Linked DNA regions of Anas platyrhynchos: region 1 is linked to region 2. Evidence: chromatin contacts called from public Hi-C data. All regions are on one chromosome and are shown on one strand. The core of a region is the stretch at or near the end of the contact, and the rest is flanking DNA. Distances in the headings are between cores, read along the strand shown.

Region 1 (4,171 bases), core at 1,303-3,802, 120 kb before region 2:
TATGCTAAATATTTATAAGAGGGGGAACTTTGCTAAATCTCATGAGATTTGGAAGATAAGCACGGGACTTGGAGATGAACACAGTGCAATTCTGTGCTGAGGTTTTGAGTTTCATTTCCAAAGTGGCAGTACAAATCCTAGGGAATCACAGAACCACGGGACGGCTGCGGTGGGAAGGTACCTCTGGAGATCAGCCAGTCCAACCCGCTCAGAGCAGGGACAGCCAGAGCTGGCAGCCCAGAACTGTCCCCGGTCTGGTTTTGAAGATCTCTGGGGATGGAGAACCTGCAGCCCCTCTGGGCAGCCTGTCCTTGGGTCAGCCACCCTCACCATAAAGGAGTATTTTCTTAGCTTCAAACTGTGTTTTAACTATGTAGAACTAATGGAACAGTAAAGTTTTGGTGCCTTTCACTTTTAAGTTTCTTATGTACAACTTATTTTTTGTCAATATCTAAATGCCAATTGTTTTCTTAAACTACACTTAGGCAGAAATCTTCATTTGAATACTATGTTGTATCCGTTCAGTGCATAAATGCTGGTCATTGTATCTCTTACTGTTTTAGTTCTTACTGTACTTCAAAGATTAATAAATCCTGGACATTCTTATGAGGAATTTTAATGTTAGCATTTCCACACTTGCAATGAAAACAGTTTTCATGCAGGCAAATTAATATTAGTATGATACAGCAAGTCACCAGCAGATGGGAATGCAATCCCAGAGTCTTGATGGTCTCCTACCTACTTCTAACTTACTGCCAAACAAACAAAATCAAAACATAAATCGAAAATGAAGTTTTGTCCTTATGGGTATATTTTTCAAAGAAATGTAATGTTACGCTGTGCAGGATAATAGAAAACAAAAGTGTACTTTTTTCAAAAAGTACTAAAATAAATAGTGATAAGTTCTGAAATTGTGGAATGCTGATATTTATGTATGTAGACAACAGTGCATTGTTTGTATAGATAAATTTTGTTTGTATTGAAATATTTATCTTGGAACTAAAATATTCAGCTGTGGTTTGAAAATAGGTTGTAGTTTCTTCTATCATGTAAGTTGCCTGCTCAGATTTATATTTTAAATTGATGTTATTTCCTTTTTTTTTTTTCCTCTATGTGACTATGATAGACGGAGGGACATGTGAGCAGAATAAGTGTAGTAGGGCAGTTTGCACTTCCACAACTTAGAGCTATGGAGAGATCTTGCAGTTAAAGCCAAAGCCATTAGATGGTGCCATGCTGTAACCAGAATTTTCTTTGTATGCTTAAAACTAGCTGAATGTTTTATCTGGCATGATCTTAAATGACTAAACCTATTCTTCTGGCGCATTGACTTGTATTGGTCAGCCTTAGTCATTATGCTCAAAACCCAGACAATAAATTAAATCTGTAGATTTTTTTTTTTATTTGTTTCAATGAGAAGACTGCACCATCCTGAAAATTCAACAAAAGAGAAGGCAATGGCAGGACAGATTTACTGCCCCTTTTGCAGTTGAAAGCAGTGTGCAATCTAAATGATTTACTTGTTTGCTAGCCCTGCATGGTGCTGTCTCCTGGGTTATCATTCACCTAAATGGCCAATGTAGTACAATGAAAATGATAGTGCGGTTACAAATTCACAGCAATTTACTGGTTAGAATCTGAAACTGGTAAATTATTTAATTTCCATTTTTTCAGTTACTGTTCAAGGTTGAAAACTTGGACATGGAATGTTAAAAAATAGAAAAGAATTTAGCAGCTCAGGAAGCTTGTAAAACTGTGGTGATAAAATAGTGGGTTTATTGTGTATATAAACGTAATATACTTAGGCATTTGTACAGCATTTGACTTACTACTGTGTGACATTCTGATAAAAACAAATAAATAAATAAACACTCTACAATATCTGTAAAGCCCACCTTAAATGGATTAAGTGCTACTTACTGACAGATGTTAAAAAGTGGTTGTTATTGGGACATCATCATTTCAGTGGGACTGTTTTTACTGTGGTTACGTGGGGAATCGAAGGAGGCCCAGCTCCCTATGTTTTCACATGTGAACAACAGGGGGTAAAATCATTGCTAGTATCTATGGCTGACATAAAAATTGGCAGGTCATGATCTGGTCAGGGCACCCATGAAGGGGAATCTGGGCTGCTCAGAGCTCAGCCTGTGCAAACAAATCTCTCTGTTCATGTTAGTGCGGACAAATGCAGAGTTATAAAGCTGTGTATTTAGGAATGGGGAGAGCAAGCTTTACAGAGATGGGGGCTGTATTCTGAGAAGTGAAAATTGGAAGTTATCCATAAGTGAAGTATAGTAATAATACTAAGACACCACAAGTCCTTGGTGTTCTTGATGGAGGGTTCTGCCCTGGCGTGATGACTGCCCACGTCCCGGTGATGTTCAGCGATGTGCTGACTGCGTGTCCCCTTGGGCAAAGCCATAGAAGCCCAGCTGCAGCGGGGTGCGTTCCTGTGGCAGGGCACCACGTAGGTGCCTTCTGCAGGGATCTGGTCAAAACCCAGCCCTGTCAGCCAGCAGACTCCCACTGACTGCCAAACATTTGCACCAAGGTCTGGTGAAGCTCCTGAAACTCATTCAGAAGTGGCAGTTTGGGTTTTTCACATGTTCTGAAGTTAATCCAGAATGCAGGCATCAGTGGTTTTTTTTCCAGCAAAGGGGTAACCTGCAGATCATGGCTTTTGTGTTTGTTTAACAGCTACTGTAAACTTTTGTTTTTGAGTTTTCTTTCTATCTTCCTTGGACCGGCACTGAGACAGTTACTCCTATCTTTTCTTTCTTGCTACTTCATATCCTATGTAGGACAGAGGAAATTCAAGGTACCATTGTTAGGCTTTATTCCCTTAAAACTCTAAGATAATAAAGCTTTTAATAGATCAATCTCAAACTTTTTTTTTTCCTTGTTTGGCTACCAAATAAATAAATAAAGTTCCTCAGAAAAATGAAGATAGCTCTTAAAACGAGAGAAGGGAAAGAAGGACCTGGTCAAGTTGTGGAGTGCCTGTATTAACTCAAAGCCTTCCACCTCCGAGGCCTTGCCTCAGAAACAATTCAGAGCAGGCAGAATGAGCTCGCCCTGCTCAACCAGCTTCTGAGAAGACACCTGCCCAGTGACCAAACCAGCCCGGGGCCTGGCCCAGTTTTTGGCCAGGGGCAGCCTGCCCTGCAGGGCGACTGAGCAGCAGGAGGGTAAGGCCGCAGGAGCTCAGACCAGCACCGTGGCAGCAGGAACACAGGGAAATCACCGCGAGGGCCACCCACTGAGGCTGGCAGGCTGGGCCAGCACCTCCCCAAAGCACTGAGAGCCCTGGCAGCGTTTGTCAAGCGTTGGTCTTCCCTGCTGGTGCATAACCACACAATGGTGGCGATAATCTAGATCACACTAACCAAATGGCTATTTCTGATGGAAATTTGCACCTCTGCCTTGTTTTGTGCTTAGGCAGCAGGCATTACGGGGGGTGAGGTGTTATGATGCGTAATGTTGACCAGCAATTAATGTTTGGTGTTTTAAACCTTAAAGCCTAAGATACATCAGAAAACAGTATTCATAATTTCAAAGGGCCCATTTCTACACACTGTGGGTGATCTAGAACATGGGGATTGGTTGTATTCCTCTAGCAGCTTACATTCCCCACATAAGAGCAGAAGAGGATTACATCAGGAGGTTCTCATCCTTATAGTTTGCAAGATCTTAAGCAGAATGAGGAAGTGCATTAGAATAATCACGTTACGTTTAGAGGAATGTCATGTGATTACTCTAACAAAATTTGTGCTATGGTTGCCTTCACTGCTCAAAATCTGCTTGCTTGAGACACTAGAGTAGTGTCTGCTAGTCACTGCAAAATCCTACCAAATAAAGGCTAAAATTTTACCTCAGCTGACACCAGTTAGTGCAGCAGATGCGGCAGAATCACTGAAGAGAGTTTTAACATTGTTGTTCATTGTGCTAAAAGTCAAATAGCATTCATCTCAGTGGGGCAGAGGGTTTAAGGCAAGGGAAAAAAAAAAAAAAAAAAAGATTCTTTGTTAATTGTTATTCTATTCATATTTTTTTTAATTGCACAAGTGTTTTTGTTGCAAAGTGTGCTAGTTTGTTTGGCGTTATTGAAGGTGATTTGGGAATGCGCTGCAGTGCTAATGGATTGTTCTGACCAGTGAGAGCACGCCAGCTT
Region 2 (4,695 bases), core at 1,920-4,419:
GTTTTATTTAAAAAGGGTTTAATTAAAGTTTTGTTACAAAGCTCATACAAACTAACAATCTGTCTTTTAGGGATATGTATTATCTAGAAATTGATTTTAACTTAAACACTAATTTATAGACTGTCCCCTTTAATAAGTGTAATTCCTTGGAAGATATTAAGGTCTTCCTGCCCCAAATAAATTCAGGTCCTGATTCAGCAAAACACGTAATTACTAAGGACTTCAATGAGGCCACTCATGCACTAAAAGCTAAAGGTGTGCTTGAGCACTTTGCTGAACTGGGGCCTTGCTGTATAGCGACTGCCCTGATTGCACATATTGTGCAGTTTGGTCATGTCTGCACTCAGAAGGCTGTTTTAAAGACACCACTAATTCTTCTAAACACCTCATACAGGCCATGAAAGTGGGAACATTTCCTTCTGCAAGATACAGGTGGTTTTTCACTAGTTCTGGCGTCTTCTTAGTTCCTGCATCTAAATACAATTCATGTTACCTGTGTATGCATTTCCCCCCAAAATATTGACACCGCTGATTCCTCTCCTTCACTAGAGAGCAGGGGCTGGCTCCCCAGCAGATTTAGCTAGGCACGGCTGCGTTAACTTAAATGGAGCAATGTCAGTTTATGCCAACTTTATTTTCTTAATGAAAACTAGCTTTTATTTTATTGATTGCTAGGTATGAACCTTTGTTTTATTCTAATCCCTATGGAATAATAATACCCCCAAAAGCTCAAGAATATATCCCATTTCAGGATAACTTATAATTCATCATTATATATGTGTTTTGTTGGCTTTTTGTTTGTTTTTTCTTGTTGTTGTTTTAAAGTCCCAAGCTAGAAAGAGAAATGGCTGGATAGGAAGGATTTGTGTGCAGAAAAGATGCCAGGTGTTTCTCTAGCTCTTGCCCGAGCAGTGTGGTTATACTACATCAAAACCTTTGGAAAACTAATTTGCTTGATGGCCGGGAAGGCAGGCAAACTGGGCTCTGTAATCTGCCTGGGAGACACCCCAGAGCTTCCTACACGTTTGCAGTCGGTGCAGGAGCTGAGACAGCTGGGCCCTGCCAGGGCAGCCGACACAGTTGGGTGCGATGCTGTCCCCGAGCCCCACTGCTCCAGGCAGCTCGGGAAGGACCCGGCAGCACCCGAGTTGTTAGCTCGGGGCTGCCAGTTCACAGCGATGGCTGGAGACACCACGAAGCTTCAAAAGGCATCTGTCTGTTCACAGCACATTTGGAAAGTTAGGCCTTTTTGTGTTGTAATGTTTATTACCGAAATGAAGCCCCCTAATTTTTTATTTTTACTGTTAAGTCTTTGAGGCACATGGAACAGAGGCCAGAATTTGCTTTGATTAATCTTCAGTCTGTTTCTGCTGTGTTCTTCCCCATGGTATAAATCTAGACTGCAGCTGGTAGGGGGTTGTATGCCTAAAAAAAGTCTCAGCACCAAAACATTCAAAGTAGCAAGTTTGTGTTGCCTACTTCTATGTCTGGATAGTCGGAAAACCAAAATATAATTCAAATATTTATTTTTTTTCTGCCTTATGCTGAGAAGAGGCAGAGAAGAAAGGCATGCATTTGAAATATGCATATTAAAAGAGGGGACAGGCAGAGGGAGGGAGAAACAAGTGAATTCAGAAAAGCCGAAGAGAGGAATCAAGAAATTTTTGAATAGAGAAATTCTGTGGGACAAAACCTACACTCACAGACTTCAGTGAGCCCTCCGACACTGGAAGCGGCTCGGGCTATTTCATCGAGATGGCCATACTTGTTTCAGCATAGCTGTTGGGTGGGGATGCCTGCCCTAAGACAGATCATAGGCTGCCTCTTAGCTAGAAGAACAGGCTTGCTCATTTAAAATTGAATCAAGCTTTGAGCTTATGCTTGCTGCAGAGAAGCATATCAAATGGAATAGTTTGCAGAAGTCTCAAATAGTCTGATCTTCACCAACCAAATTCTTCAAAACTTGTCCAGGATACGTGCCCAGTCATCTTGCAAGCTGAACGCGTGCTGGCCATACCATATTTTATGAAAGCTGGAGGCACCTCTGGTTAGTTGTGCAAGCCCTAGCGCACGCCAGGGTGTGGGGCTCTGCCGGAATAACCACCCGGCTCCCGAGTGCTGGAGGCACAAGCTCATCCTGTGCTCCTAGCTGAGGTTACCAGGCAAAGGGACAGCTGAGCCGTGTGGCTAAACACAGAGATTTTCACTGACTGGATTTCTCGTTGGCCAGTCAGAAGGCCTGCGGGGTTGGTTGTTGTTGCTGTTTGGTTTATTTGTTGTCTTTTGACTTTGCCGTTTGACAAGTGTGTGTGAGCACGTTGTTCGCAGTGTGTGGGATTAAGGGAGAGTCAAGTGTTCAAGGACTCGTGTCCCATGTTCCCGGCTCCCTGCACACACGGGTGTGCAGGCTGGGTGCGCAGAGCCACACGAGCACAGAGGAGCCGCCAAGGCCGAGGCCTCACGGCGGCAGCGCCATGTTGGAGCTTGGCTGCTGCCTCAGCTCCTGCCGGCTGCTGTGAGGGGCTGAGCGTGCCTCATGCGGCTTTCGTGTAAGGCCTCGTGGTCTTCACGAAGATGGAGTCTTAAAATTAACTGTGTTCTGAAAAGTGCCATTGGGTTTGGGGACAAATTGATCAGCATTTTAAGAGTCGTAGCCCTGTGAAGCAGGATAAGCCCAGGTCTTCACTCACGTGAGCCTGATGCGCTAGCCCTCTCTTTCATCCACCTTTTCCTTCCCTCCCCTCCAGAAGCGGTCTCACCCAATTTTACTGTACAGTAATGGAAAATAGGAACCAGTGCATGCTTGGGCCTCCTCTAACAGTCCAAATAGGTCCCACAGAGCTTCTCACCAAGCCATTTTCCTTCTCTTGGTCAAGCTACCCACGCAGGATAAAATACAAACGGTATTAATGGTAAAAGAAAAAGTACAGCTGAAGAAATAGCTGTGACGAGAATTAAAATATCTGCAAATCAGTTCTGCTAGCATCCACCATCCTTTTAACATTTGGAGTGATCTTCCTCTGGAAAAAATAAATTAAGGTCAACACACAAACTTCCTCTGCTTCCTGGAATTCTTACATATTTTCACTATGATAACATGATCTGTGTGTGTGTAAACGCGAGGGGAGAGGCGGCCGAAAGCTGGCGGAGAGCCCCCTCCCCCTCCGGTCCTGGGAGAATGCCTGAAGCATGAGCTCAGCTGTTCAGGCTCCATGCATGGTGTCATACACTTCCACAAGCAAATTCACAGTGACATTAAGAAAAGAAGATCTGGGGCCCTGGTCTCCAAAGTGTTCGGTGTCCGCAAGACAGCCCCTAAATAAAGGGCTGTTTATTTGTTGAATTATCAAGTTGTTACCCACGGAGGGGGTTGAAAATAGCTGAGCAGTCCTGGGGTTTTCTTTGGTACATGCACAAAAATGTGTTTTCTTCTGTTTGTTTTCTCTGACAGAAACCCAGGTCTCTGTGTTTCTGTTTCTCTCCCCTCCTCCCTCATATATAAATACCCTTGAAAAAAAGGTGGCCAACAATTAGCCATTAACTAAGTCCCTTAAAGGTTTAAAATAAAGAGTTGATGAAAGCATCGGAAGAGGATCTCAGCACAAAGCATGTCTGTACGCCATGGTGTGCTTCTGAGAAACAGAATTTAAATGATTTGCATATGGCCACCTAAATATTTAATGGTTTTGCAGTTTAGGAAGGCAGGCTGAAAACTATGCAGTGCAGGCAGTCTCTGATCTTATCCGGCTCCACTGGCTGTGTTGGGTCAAGCATGTTGTTTCTCGGGTCTGATCCTGGCGTTCCAGAAGCTGTGGGAGCGCTCAGCACCATCTCAAACTAAGGCTCTGCTGTGCTGCGAGCAGCTGAGGCCAGTGCACGTGCACGCCTCTAAAGCTGCCGGAGCGTTCGAGCCTCTCTAAGCCCAAACCTGACAATGTTGTTCCCCTCACAAAGGAGGTTCACACCACGCCGTATCGGCTCTCAGGCTGCCTTACAGCCCCGTCTTTCTTTCCCCTTTCCCCACCCCCAGCCATGGCCTGCTACGTACATGCTCCCAAACTCGGCTAAGCATTTCGTGAGCGTGCAGGGCTGAATGCACATTCACAGGAAACAAAACCGTGAGATACTTTCAAAAATGCAGACACACAAAACACTTCTCGACAGCTCCAGGCAGGTGCAGGGCTTACACTTCAGATGACTGTCCAGTTTTAAAGCACGGGACGGAGGCATTCTGATGCGGCTGCTCTTGAAGACCACAGTAAAATATTAACCAAACGGAGAAGTTAAATAAAAAGAAGCAGCTCTTCCCAGCGGAATTGTAGCGTTCTCTCCTCTTCACATTCTTTTGAGCTCATTCATTCCTTTGAGCTGTGGTAACAAGTCAGCTATTTGTATATGGTGAGGCTGGTAATGGAGAAGAGAAGGAAATTCCCTCAGAAGCAAAGTCCTGTCTTGCTGCGCTTTTTGCAGCGATCATTGTGCTCCTTCTCTAGCCCCAGACAGCATTCGTCCCAGTTCCCTGTCCAGGTGGCCGAGCTCTTTAGCCCAGCCCCTGGTTCCTGTGGTTTAGAGAGCAAGTCTCCCATCGTGAATGTGCATCTAAATAACTAGCATTTGCAGAGTTCCCACTTCAAGTACTCCGTCAGTCTGAAAGCTGCCTCCAAGGCCAGGGCTGAGGAGGCTGATAGCCCTGGG

The links. A called contact is a pair of places that touch in the nucleus more often than the background predicts.
Region 1: a Hi-C map of liver shows a contact between it and region 2, with 2.1 times the contacts expected there. The contact joins two enhancer-like sites. A contact is called at or near these places in 3 of 8 Hi-C or Micro-C datasets (F1 follicle, liver and subcutaneous adipose tissue).

What each region holds. Positions count from the first base shown.
Region 1 is chr10:10,750,047-10,754,217 of IASCAAS_PekinDuck_T2T, reverse strand. The region is part of intron 2 of MAMLD1 (mastermind like domain containing 1); the gene reads left to right. Among named protein-coding and RNA genes, the nearest start is that of MAMLD1, 41 kb to the left of the region's middle. Within about 2 kb of position 2,552, at least 1 of the 8 cell types and tissues checked has an H3K27ac peak or open chromatin away from gene starts, as enhancers often do.
Region 2 is chr10:10,626,420-10,631,114 of IASCAAS_PekinDuck_T2T, reverse strand. The region is part of intron 2 of MAMLD1 (mastermind like domain containing 1); the gene reads left to right. Among named protein-coding and RNA genes, the nearest start is that of MTM1, 100 kb to the right of the region's middle. Within about 2 kb of position 3,169, at least 3 of the 8 cell types and tissues checked have an H3K27ac peak or open chromatin away from gene starts, as enhancers often do.